2 separate regions of the Sus scrofa genome follow, and region 2 is linked to region 1. The links are chromatin contacts, called in public Hi-C maps. All regions are on one chromosome and are shown on one strand. Each heading gives the region's core, a stretch centred on a gene start, on an enhancer-like site or on the middle of the called end of the contact. The rest is flanking DNA. Distances are from core to core; before and after follow the strand shown.

Region 1 (4,473 bases), core at 1,020-3,519:
GCTCAGTAGGTTAAGAACCTGACCAGTATCCATGAGGATTCAGGTTTGATCCCTGGCCTCACTCGGTGGATTAAGAATCTGGCGTTGCCATAAGTTGCAGCGTAGGTCACAGATGCAGCTCATATCCCACACTGTTGTGGCTGTGATGTAGGCCAGCATACCCCTGTGCTGCAGCTCTGGTTCAACTCCTAGACCGGGAACTTCCATATGCCGCAGGTGCAGACCTAAAAAAAAAAAAAAAAAGACAAGGAAGCTGAGCTGTAGGGATCTTTGCTCACCAAAAACAGCTAACCAAGGACACCAAATTCGTAGGATCACGTCAAGATTCTGAGACTTTCAGGATTGTCTGCCCCACCCCCACTCCTGGACAGAGGCTGTCCCTGGACATTATTATTAAGTGAACTCAGGTCCAGAGAAGGAGGAGCCCTTGTTGCTCTATCTCCCTATCTCTCACAATTCTTCTTCACTTTATCTTAACATCCTTTCAGTTTTCTATCATTTACAGGGTCGTCATAGACCACTTTAGATGCCTCCCTGGGGTGTCAAGTATGTGTCAGACAAGTGCAAATTGGCTTTTCTTTCTTTCTCTCTCTCTCTTCTCTTTCCCCTTTTCCTCTTCCCTCCCTTCCCCCAGTTTCTGCCTCTTTCCAAATACAGCTTGATTCAGACTAACCAGGGGAGGTAGGCATCCTCCCTTTAGGTGTCTGGGGCAGCAATGGATAGACACCTCTAGTTACTACATGGAACTAGAGGAGGTGCAGAACTAAGGAGGCGGGGAGGGGATATAGCCAAGGAGTATGAGAGATTCTGGCTCCATGTCCAAGTGAGATGCCAACTGCTAAGGACTCAGAGTCAGAGTTGAAGCTCAGGGGAGAAGGAAAACACAGCTGGAAGAGAAGAGCTGGAAAGGCCCCTGGGGTGGGGAGTTTCCTGTTCTCTCCCAGAGAGGCAGAAAATGAGTCTGGCAGAACAGCCAAAGACTTAAGCAAAAGCAAGAGCCTAAAATGGGCATATAGGCCAATACGATTTAAGCAAAATGACACTATCCCTCCAGGCAGCTCCTTGCCTAAATGGTAGGAGTGTGACAGATCTGAATCCAGCTGCTGTGAGGTCAGCCAGTCAGGAGCCCTAGGGAAAAGACTGGCTTTCAGATTTCAGTCAAGGATATTAGAAGTTAGGGATTTGTGGGAGTTCCCGTCGTGGCTCAGTGGTTAATGAATCCAACTACTATCCATGAGGACTCGGCTTCCATTCCTGGCTTTGCTCAGTGGGTTAAGGATCCTGCATTGCCCTGAACTGTGGTGTAGGTTGTATAGGTTGCAGATGTGGTTCGGATCCCCAGTTGCTGTGGCTCTGGCGTAGGCCAGAGGCTGCAGCTCCAACTGGACCCCTAGCCTGGGAACCTCCATATGCCATGGGTGTGGCCCTAAAAAGACAAAAAAACAAACAAACAAAAAAACAACTTAGTGATTTGTTACCATGATCTGGAAAACTGAAGATGCTCTTTGTCAGACCCAGGAAATTGAAGATGCTATAGTTGGGTGGGCAGAGACTTTGAAAGCTACTATTGAGTCACAGCTTTAAGGTATACATGAGGAACAGGTCCTGGTACCTTCCAGTCTCTCTAACCGGGCCTTACTATCCACACCCTCCTCAGGCTGTTTTCTCTAAGGACCAGGAGTTAAGATCAGGAGCAGAAAGAGCCCAGCTGTGCTGTCAGATCCCTGAGTTACATGTCCATCTCCACAGCAGCCCTAGCCACTCTCCATGGCCTCAGTTTCTTAGGCATGCTGAGGATCAAGTTGCTGTATAGAAACCCAAGGCAAAATTAAGTAGTCACAGGAAACTATAAACAAAACAAAAACACCTACGGATTGGGAGAAAATATTGCAAATGATGTGACCGACAAGGGCTTAATTTTCAAAATATACAAACAGCTCATACAACTCAACAACAACAACAACAAAGTCAGCAGTCATCACTCCCATTAACAGCCCAGCCCTGGGGAACACCGTCCTGTTTCTGTCGGGAGCAGAAATCTGTCTGCATTTTCACCTATAGCTAATATTAGCCAGCTTGGATCTGGGCCTCTTCATTCTTCACAGGGTCTTGGAAGGACAGAGTTAAGAAGCAGCTCAGGAACCTGGCTGAAAAAAAAGGAAGATACTAGGGAGGGGCAGGAGTATGGTTTTCTCACTCCTCCCCCACATCATCCACAACCAGCTTTTAAGGCTGGGCAGCTTCTGCCCTGGATCTTATCAGGAGAAACTCTCTGTCCTTAATTCTGAGTTCCAGATGCTACAGTACCTGTATCCTTGTGCTGTGTGAACCTATGAGACAAGACGAAATAAGGAATTACTTTTCTTTTGACTCAATACTGAAAAGTTCTCCAAGGCTCAAGTATGCCTGAGGTATTTCCCCCCAATCCAATCTCCCTCCCCAACACACACAAATAAACACAATGTGCCCTGAGAGACTGAGTTCTACTACCCCCTAGTGGCCAGAGAGGAAAGGACTGTCCCACCCAGTCAATCAGGACCTTCCTGCCTTTTCCGCGCAGTGGAAGACTCCTAAGGAAAAACCCAATAGCATATTTGGGGCCGACGGCTGGGAGGAATTCCTGGGCCAGGGACCCAACCCGCGTCACAGCAGCAATCTGAGCCACAGCAGTGACAACGCCGGCTCCTTAACCCGCTGAGCCACCAGAGAACTCCCCGACGGCACATTTTATAAATGAGAAAAAGAGGCCTGGAGGAAAACAATCACTTGAGGAATAAGGATATAGTTGGAACCAGAACCCAAGTTTCCTGACTCTCAGGTCAGTGCTTAGTCCACTTCTTACTCTGACTTTAGGTTCCTGTTCCTACCTCGCCCCCGGGGACATCAATATGAATTAGAAAAACGTCAAAAGGACGTTCACCCCCTGCGGAACAACACCTGCACCTCAAACATCATAATCGCAAGTGAATTCGCAGTTTAGATAATAGGAGTCCTTCTGAGGAACAGACTGCCCTCTGATTTTCTGAGTTTAACAATTTTTCAAGATTTTATTGACCTCACACAGCTCCCGTAGCCATGGTGACAACAGAATCTGATTCCTGTGGCTACCTAGGTCTCCTGTTTCCACGGTAACCGGTGCTTTCCGACCTTCAGTTTGCAGCGGTCGCGCTGCAGCCACCGCCGTTGTTGCTGGGCGACGGTGGAAAAAAGCTGGTGTCTTGAGGTGGGGATCCGGGCTTCCGGTAGGAGCGGTTTGAGGGAAGCTTGGACTCCCATGTAGGGGCGCGGGACAGCGGGCCCAGCAGCCCAACCTCCCCGGGCCCATGGCGGGGGTAGGGGGTGGGGCAGGGGGCTCGGGCTGGACCTGGCGGCCAGTGGCGCGGGACCCGCTGCTGGCGCGGGCCTTCCATTCATGCACCGAACTGCGGGGACGGTTCTATCTGGTGGGGGGTCTCCTAGCCGGGGGAGCAAGAGAGCCGAGCAGTGATACGGTGGTGTTCGACCCTGCTAGGGGTCAGGCGGTGCAGGTGCGAGCCCCGGGCGGACCGAGGCGCAGCCATCATGACGCTGCACCGGTGGGCGGGCGCTGGCTTTGTGTGGTGGGCGGCTGGGACGGGTCGCGCCGCCTGGCCACAGTGGCCGCTCTGGACACAGAGCAGGGTGTGTGGGAGGTGTGGAACGCCGCCCCCGGCAACCGCCCCCCTGCCGGCCTCAGTAGTCACACCTGTACCAGCCTCTCCGACCGAGAGCTGAGGGTGGCAGGCAGGGAGGGAGGGACCCGCACTCAGCGCCGCTATGGAAGCATCTACACGCTAAGGCTGGATCCTGGCGCCCGCACCTATTGGTATGACACCACTTGCCCCCAAACCTTCCATCCTCCCTTCATCTATACTCTGGAAAAACCAAATTTGCAGGCAGTTTATCTACATCCTCACCCTAGCCCCTTCTTCCCCGGGAATTCTCCAAGTCTAAGACCCTGAACTTTTATCACTATTACCCCCCACCCCCACCCCGCCTCTCAACCGAACTACTGCACTGTCGCGTCTCCTTTCTATTCTGGGCAAGGGAGGTGGGAAGAAGGCAGTACAGCACTTACATTTTTCAGAAGACCCAACTCAGGCTTGAATTTCTGCATATCCACAGCTATAAGGAAGAAGGCTGCCACACAGTCTCACGCTCTGGTCACTGTGCTGCCCTGCTGCGAATTCCTGGGCCCCAGCCAGGTCACCAGCTATTGCTTTTTGGGGGTTGCAACTCAGCTGAACCAGAAGTAGTAGGGCGCTGGAGCCATGGGAAGATTAAGGTATTTATCTACTCACATCTTGCTACCAGTGGAAGGAGACAAAAATTGTGACACTCAAATTCCTCCAAACTGTCCCTTCTCTCTCCAAGGAGGAACCACCCGTTGCACCCTGTTTGATGGAACAGCTTGCAAGGCTCGTGAGCAGGGGGCAGGGGTCCAGGCAGGGGCCT
Region 2 (4,473 bases), core at 534-3,033, 110 kb before region 1:
AGACAAAAAAAAAAAAGACAAAAAAAAAAGAAAGAAAGAAAGAAAATGTAAAAAGTTCATGAACTGCAACTCTCACCCTAAATTTTGCCTTAAATCTTTTCCCTCAAAGCCATTGGAGAGTTCAGGTCTTTTGAGCTCAGGCTACCCACTGTCCTTGCCTGGCTCTTTGCAATAAATGTTGAACTTTCCTTCACCACCACCTGGTGTCAGTAGGCTTTGCTGCATGGCAGGTGAGCAGACCCGAGTTTGGTTTGGTCACAGGATTGCCAGGTCAGTTTTTTGTTGTTGGTTTTTGTTTTGTTTTGTTTAGGGCTGTACCTGAGGCATATGAAAGTTCCCAGACTAGGGTTCAAATCAGAACTGCAGCTGCCGGCCTGCACCACAGCCACAACAAGGCAGGATCCAAGCCATGTCTGCAACCTACACCACAGCTCAAGGCAAAACTGGATCCTCAACCCACGAGCAAGACTTGGAATCGAACCTGCATCCTCGAGGATACTAGTAGGATTCGTTTTGGCAGCATCACAAGGGGAAATGATGATGTAAGGATAATTTTGAGCTAGTTACTTTTTTAAAACAGCAGATACTGGAAAAGCTCAGAAAACCAAATAGAAGTTACCCTTTGTAAGAATTTACATGTATCAAGGAAATCTCCACTTGGAAGGATGTCTTCCTCTCGGTACCAGGAAGAGGAGTATTGAAACCGGGCAGGGCCCTCTGGGGTTCCTGGGCACAAAAACCTATGTCCCCCACTGCTTTTTAGGAAATAGGTCTCATTCAATCTCCTGGATCTTGCCTGAATTCAAACAGTTGCTAATCAGGGAAGGGAGGGGGATGTAGAAACCGGGGAGGAGCAGTCAAGAGACAATAGTACAGCCTTGGGGCAGGGTCCTGGTCCCTCCTCAAGGAATATACATAACAATATTTTTGAGTTCTTCTGCAGCACTAAACCCCCCAACAAATGGAAGTTGTTAATGAAGCATTCTTCATTCCAGGAAGAAGGACCCCCAGAACCGGTCTTGGTACCACTTAACACCAGCTTTGAAAAACTGTGAAACTTGCATCTACCTGATCCTCATCTGTGGCCCTATTTGTCAATCCCAAATTATAAAACCATCTCCTATTCTCTCCCAAGATGAGGGGTGGGGGGAAACAGGGCACAGTTTTTAGGGCATTAGCCTGCTGTGACCCTCCTTTGCCCGGCAAATGAATAAAGCTTTTTTTTTTTTTCCTCCTTCACCCAAAACTCTTGTCTCCAAGTTTCTATTCGGTACCAGTGGACAGAGGCCGAATTTCAGCAACATTATGACCAAATCTCTAAAAACTTCTTATCAATGGAGAAGGCATGGGCTTAAATCCGAATAAGAACCTTACTGTGCTTTGCTAGAAAACTTCTAATAACTCTCTCTCCCCCACCACAACCTCCTAACATTTTATGTCTTTAGCTAGAGATAGTATTTAAGGACGGTGCTTCGACCACTTTGGGGAGTCACTCAGTTTTCCTGGATGACTTTCCAGGGGCACTGAAGGTATACATGTTATTAAACTTCTGTGTTTTTTGCCTGTTAATCTTTTTATTGTTGGCAGTGTGGGTGTGTCTTCATCCAAGAACTTGCAATGGTATAAGTAAATTTTTTTTCTACCTTATACAAGCTTTGTTTAAATTTCGCCAATCTGATGAATCAAGTTAACTACTTTTAATTCCCAGTGCTTAACTCTAGTTCCAGGAAATCATGCTTGTAACATCGTATCACGATAGGAAGAGCCATGGCCGCAGGGTCTGGCTCCACCTGGTGGTAGCATATCTAGTTGCAGGAAAAGTCCCTTTTCTTCAGGGCTTTTTGTGCCTTTGCACTTTTGCTTCTCTCTTAAATTTCCTGCCCCTTCCTCCCTAATGTGAAAAACCTACATTCTAACCTCTTTTGTACTGACTACAGCATGTGCCATTCTCCGAACTTTCTGAGTTAAATGAATACTAAAACAACCCGCACCCACATAGTTTATTGTTTACACTAACCTGAATTTAATGTGAAGTCTACATTAACAAGACTTTACTGGAGTTCCTGCTGCGGCTCAGCAGGTTTAAGGACCCAATGTTGGGTCACCACGGGAAATCCTCTCTGTCCCTTGTTAATCTGTCTTTTGTCAGTCTCATGTACAGAGTCTCAGCAGGAGAACCTAGAAGGGTAGTGGGGAAAATGTGTTTTTTTCCTCCTACAACAGACTTCGGGTGTTCTGTGTGCCATTTTAGGTGAGGAATTGAGGCAGGAAGCAGTTAAGGGCCTGCAGAATTAGAGATCACAGATTCCTAGGAATGTTGCCAAAACATAGGTGGGAAAAGGTGAGAGAAAGAGAGAAGCCTGGGATCTGAGACGTTGTCTTTGCTCCTCCTTTATTCCCCAGCCACACTGCCCTTGCCAAACTCCTTCCAGGGCGGTGTCAACTAAAAGAGACACAACCTGAAAGTTGAGAGTTAAATTTTATTTGGGGTAAAATTAGGATTTAAGCCTGGGAGTTAGCCCAGAGAAACTGTTCCGAGGAGCTAAGGTAGGAGCTAGGATACATAGGAGTTTTTGCAACAAAGGGCTGGGAACAGGAACAAAAGAGCCCTGGGCTCACTGAAATCATTCCTTTGATATGCACCTCCGCTGTCAGGGCCAGCATCCTGAGTTTTCACAGCCTGCAGGACTCACCGGCTCTCACCCTGGTAGGTGACTGCATTCACAGATGACGGTATATACTTGGGGGGTATTCAGACTGGGCTGAAATACCACCCAAGGTGCAAAGGGGGAAATATCAGGATCTGATAAAGGTGAGGGGGAGGTGTATGCAGCATACACACATCTTACAAAAATTTGTTGCTGGTCTCCTGAAGTTTACTACCAGTCACAAGCAGATGTCACCCTGAAGGATTTTAGTGTTTTTCTAGATATGAGGAGATGCAAGAACTGGGCACATGAAATCTCCTAAAAATGTTCTTCCAGTTTTCCCAGAGCAGAATGCCTTGCTCCTGCTGTTCACCCTGAGCTCTGCTCAGGGGCTGTCATGGGTTGGCAGCTGCAGTGGCTCATAATTTAATCCATGTAGAGGTTGATGGCAAGTGCCAAGCATTCACAGCGGGACAAAGGGAACTCATTCTTGGAGTTCCTGTCATGGCTCAGTGGTTAATGAAATCTGGCTAGGAACCATGAGGTTTGCGGGCTCGATCCCTGGCCTTGCTCAGTGGGTTAAGGATCCAGTGTTGCCGTGAGCTGTGGTGTAGATTGCAGATGCGGCTCGGATCCCACGTTGCTGTGGCTCTGGCGTAGGCTGGCGGCTACAGCTCCAATTAGACCCCTAGCCTAGGAACCTCCATATGCCACGGAAATGGCCCAAGAAATGGCAAAAAGACAAAATAAAAAAAGGGAACTCTTTCTTGGCAGTCAGCCTTTACTGTGTAGGGCAATGTCTCTCTGAGGAAGGTGTCAATACTCCTCCTTGGCCACTCAATTCCTTAAACCCTGAGCTGGGTTCAGAGGTAGGAAGAGAACTGAACCAGGGAGTCCAGCCCCCTGGAAAGGACTAAGAACTCCAGAGGGGAGTAAATGAGGCTACTTCATTCTCTTCTCGGTGGGTGATATACCCTGCTCCACTGTCTCCACTGCCCACAGCCCAGGAACAAAATGCTTGTGGTACCAACATTTAAAAATCCAGTTCCTGTCATGGTTCAGCAATAATGAACCTGACTAGTATCCACGAGGACACGTGTTCGATCCCTGGCCTTGCTCAGTGAGTTAAGGATGTGACGTTGCTGTGGCTGCGGCAAAGGCTGGCAGCTGTAGCTCCAGTTCTATCCCTAGCCTGGGAACTTCCATATGCCATGGGTGAGGCCCTAAAGAGCAAAAACAAAAACAAACAAAACAAGAGGTAATACGGCTGGTGACAGCTGACATAGCAGTTCCTCAGTTATCTTGACTTATTCAGATTTGGGGACATATACCTATTCACCATTTTTTTTTTCCTTGTCCTTTTTTGGGTCCACACTTCTGGCATATGGAAATTCACAGGTTAGGGATCAAATTGGAGCTGCAGCTGCTGGCCTAAGCCACAGCCAGAGCAATGCCAGATCCAAGCCACATCTGCGACCTACACCACAGCTCAGGGCAACAACAGATCCTTAAACCACTGAGTGAGACCAGGGATCAAACCCCAGTCCTCATATATACTAGTAGAGTTCGTAACCCGCTAAGCCACAAGGGAAACTCCCCAGTCACCATTTATTGCTTGGAATGATGCACCAGACACCAGGCACATACAATGACAAGTTCTCCACCCTCAAAGAAGTTGGTGACATCAGTCAAGGAGCTATAATCATTACTGAAAATGACTTAATTTTCCATGCAGTTTAAGAATCAGCTAGAAAGAGAAACTAGATCTATGTTTTGTTCTAAAGTAGTGGGGGAGTTCCCGTTGTGGCTCAGCGGAAATGAATCT

What was found. Hi-C and Micro-C count contacts between places; a contact is called where the count stands out from the background.
Region 2: a Hi-C map of fetal liver shows a contact between it and region 1, with 3 times the contacts expected there. The contact joins the enhancer-like site here to the promoter of KLHDC9 in region 1. A contact is called at or near these places in 1 of 5 promoter capture datasets (liver), 23 of 47 Hi-C or Micro-C datasets (adipose tissue, alveolar macrophages, blood and 13 more) and 1 of 2 datasets of contacts at active chromatin or transcription factors (skeletal muscle).

The regions. Positions count from the first base shown.
Region 1 is chr4:89,342,588-89,347,060 of Sscrofa11.1, reverse strand. It overlaps KLHDC9 (kelch domain-containing protein 9), which reads left to right and starts at 2,269. Exons shown (of 5, transcript XR_001308309.2): 1 at 2,269-2,818; 2 at 3,113-3,242; 3 at 4,144-4,303; 4 at 4,393-4,473.
Region 2 is chr4:89,454,056-89,458,528 of Sscrofa11.1, reverse strand. No RefSeq gene overlaps it. Among named protein-coding and RNA genes, the nearest start is that of F11R, 31 kb to the right of the region's middle. Within about 2 kb of position 1,783, at least 8 of the 83 cell types and tissues checked have an H3K27ac peak or open chromatin away from gene starts, as enhancers often do. A contact at or near this core is called in epiblast stem cells and fetal liver, where this site is marked.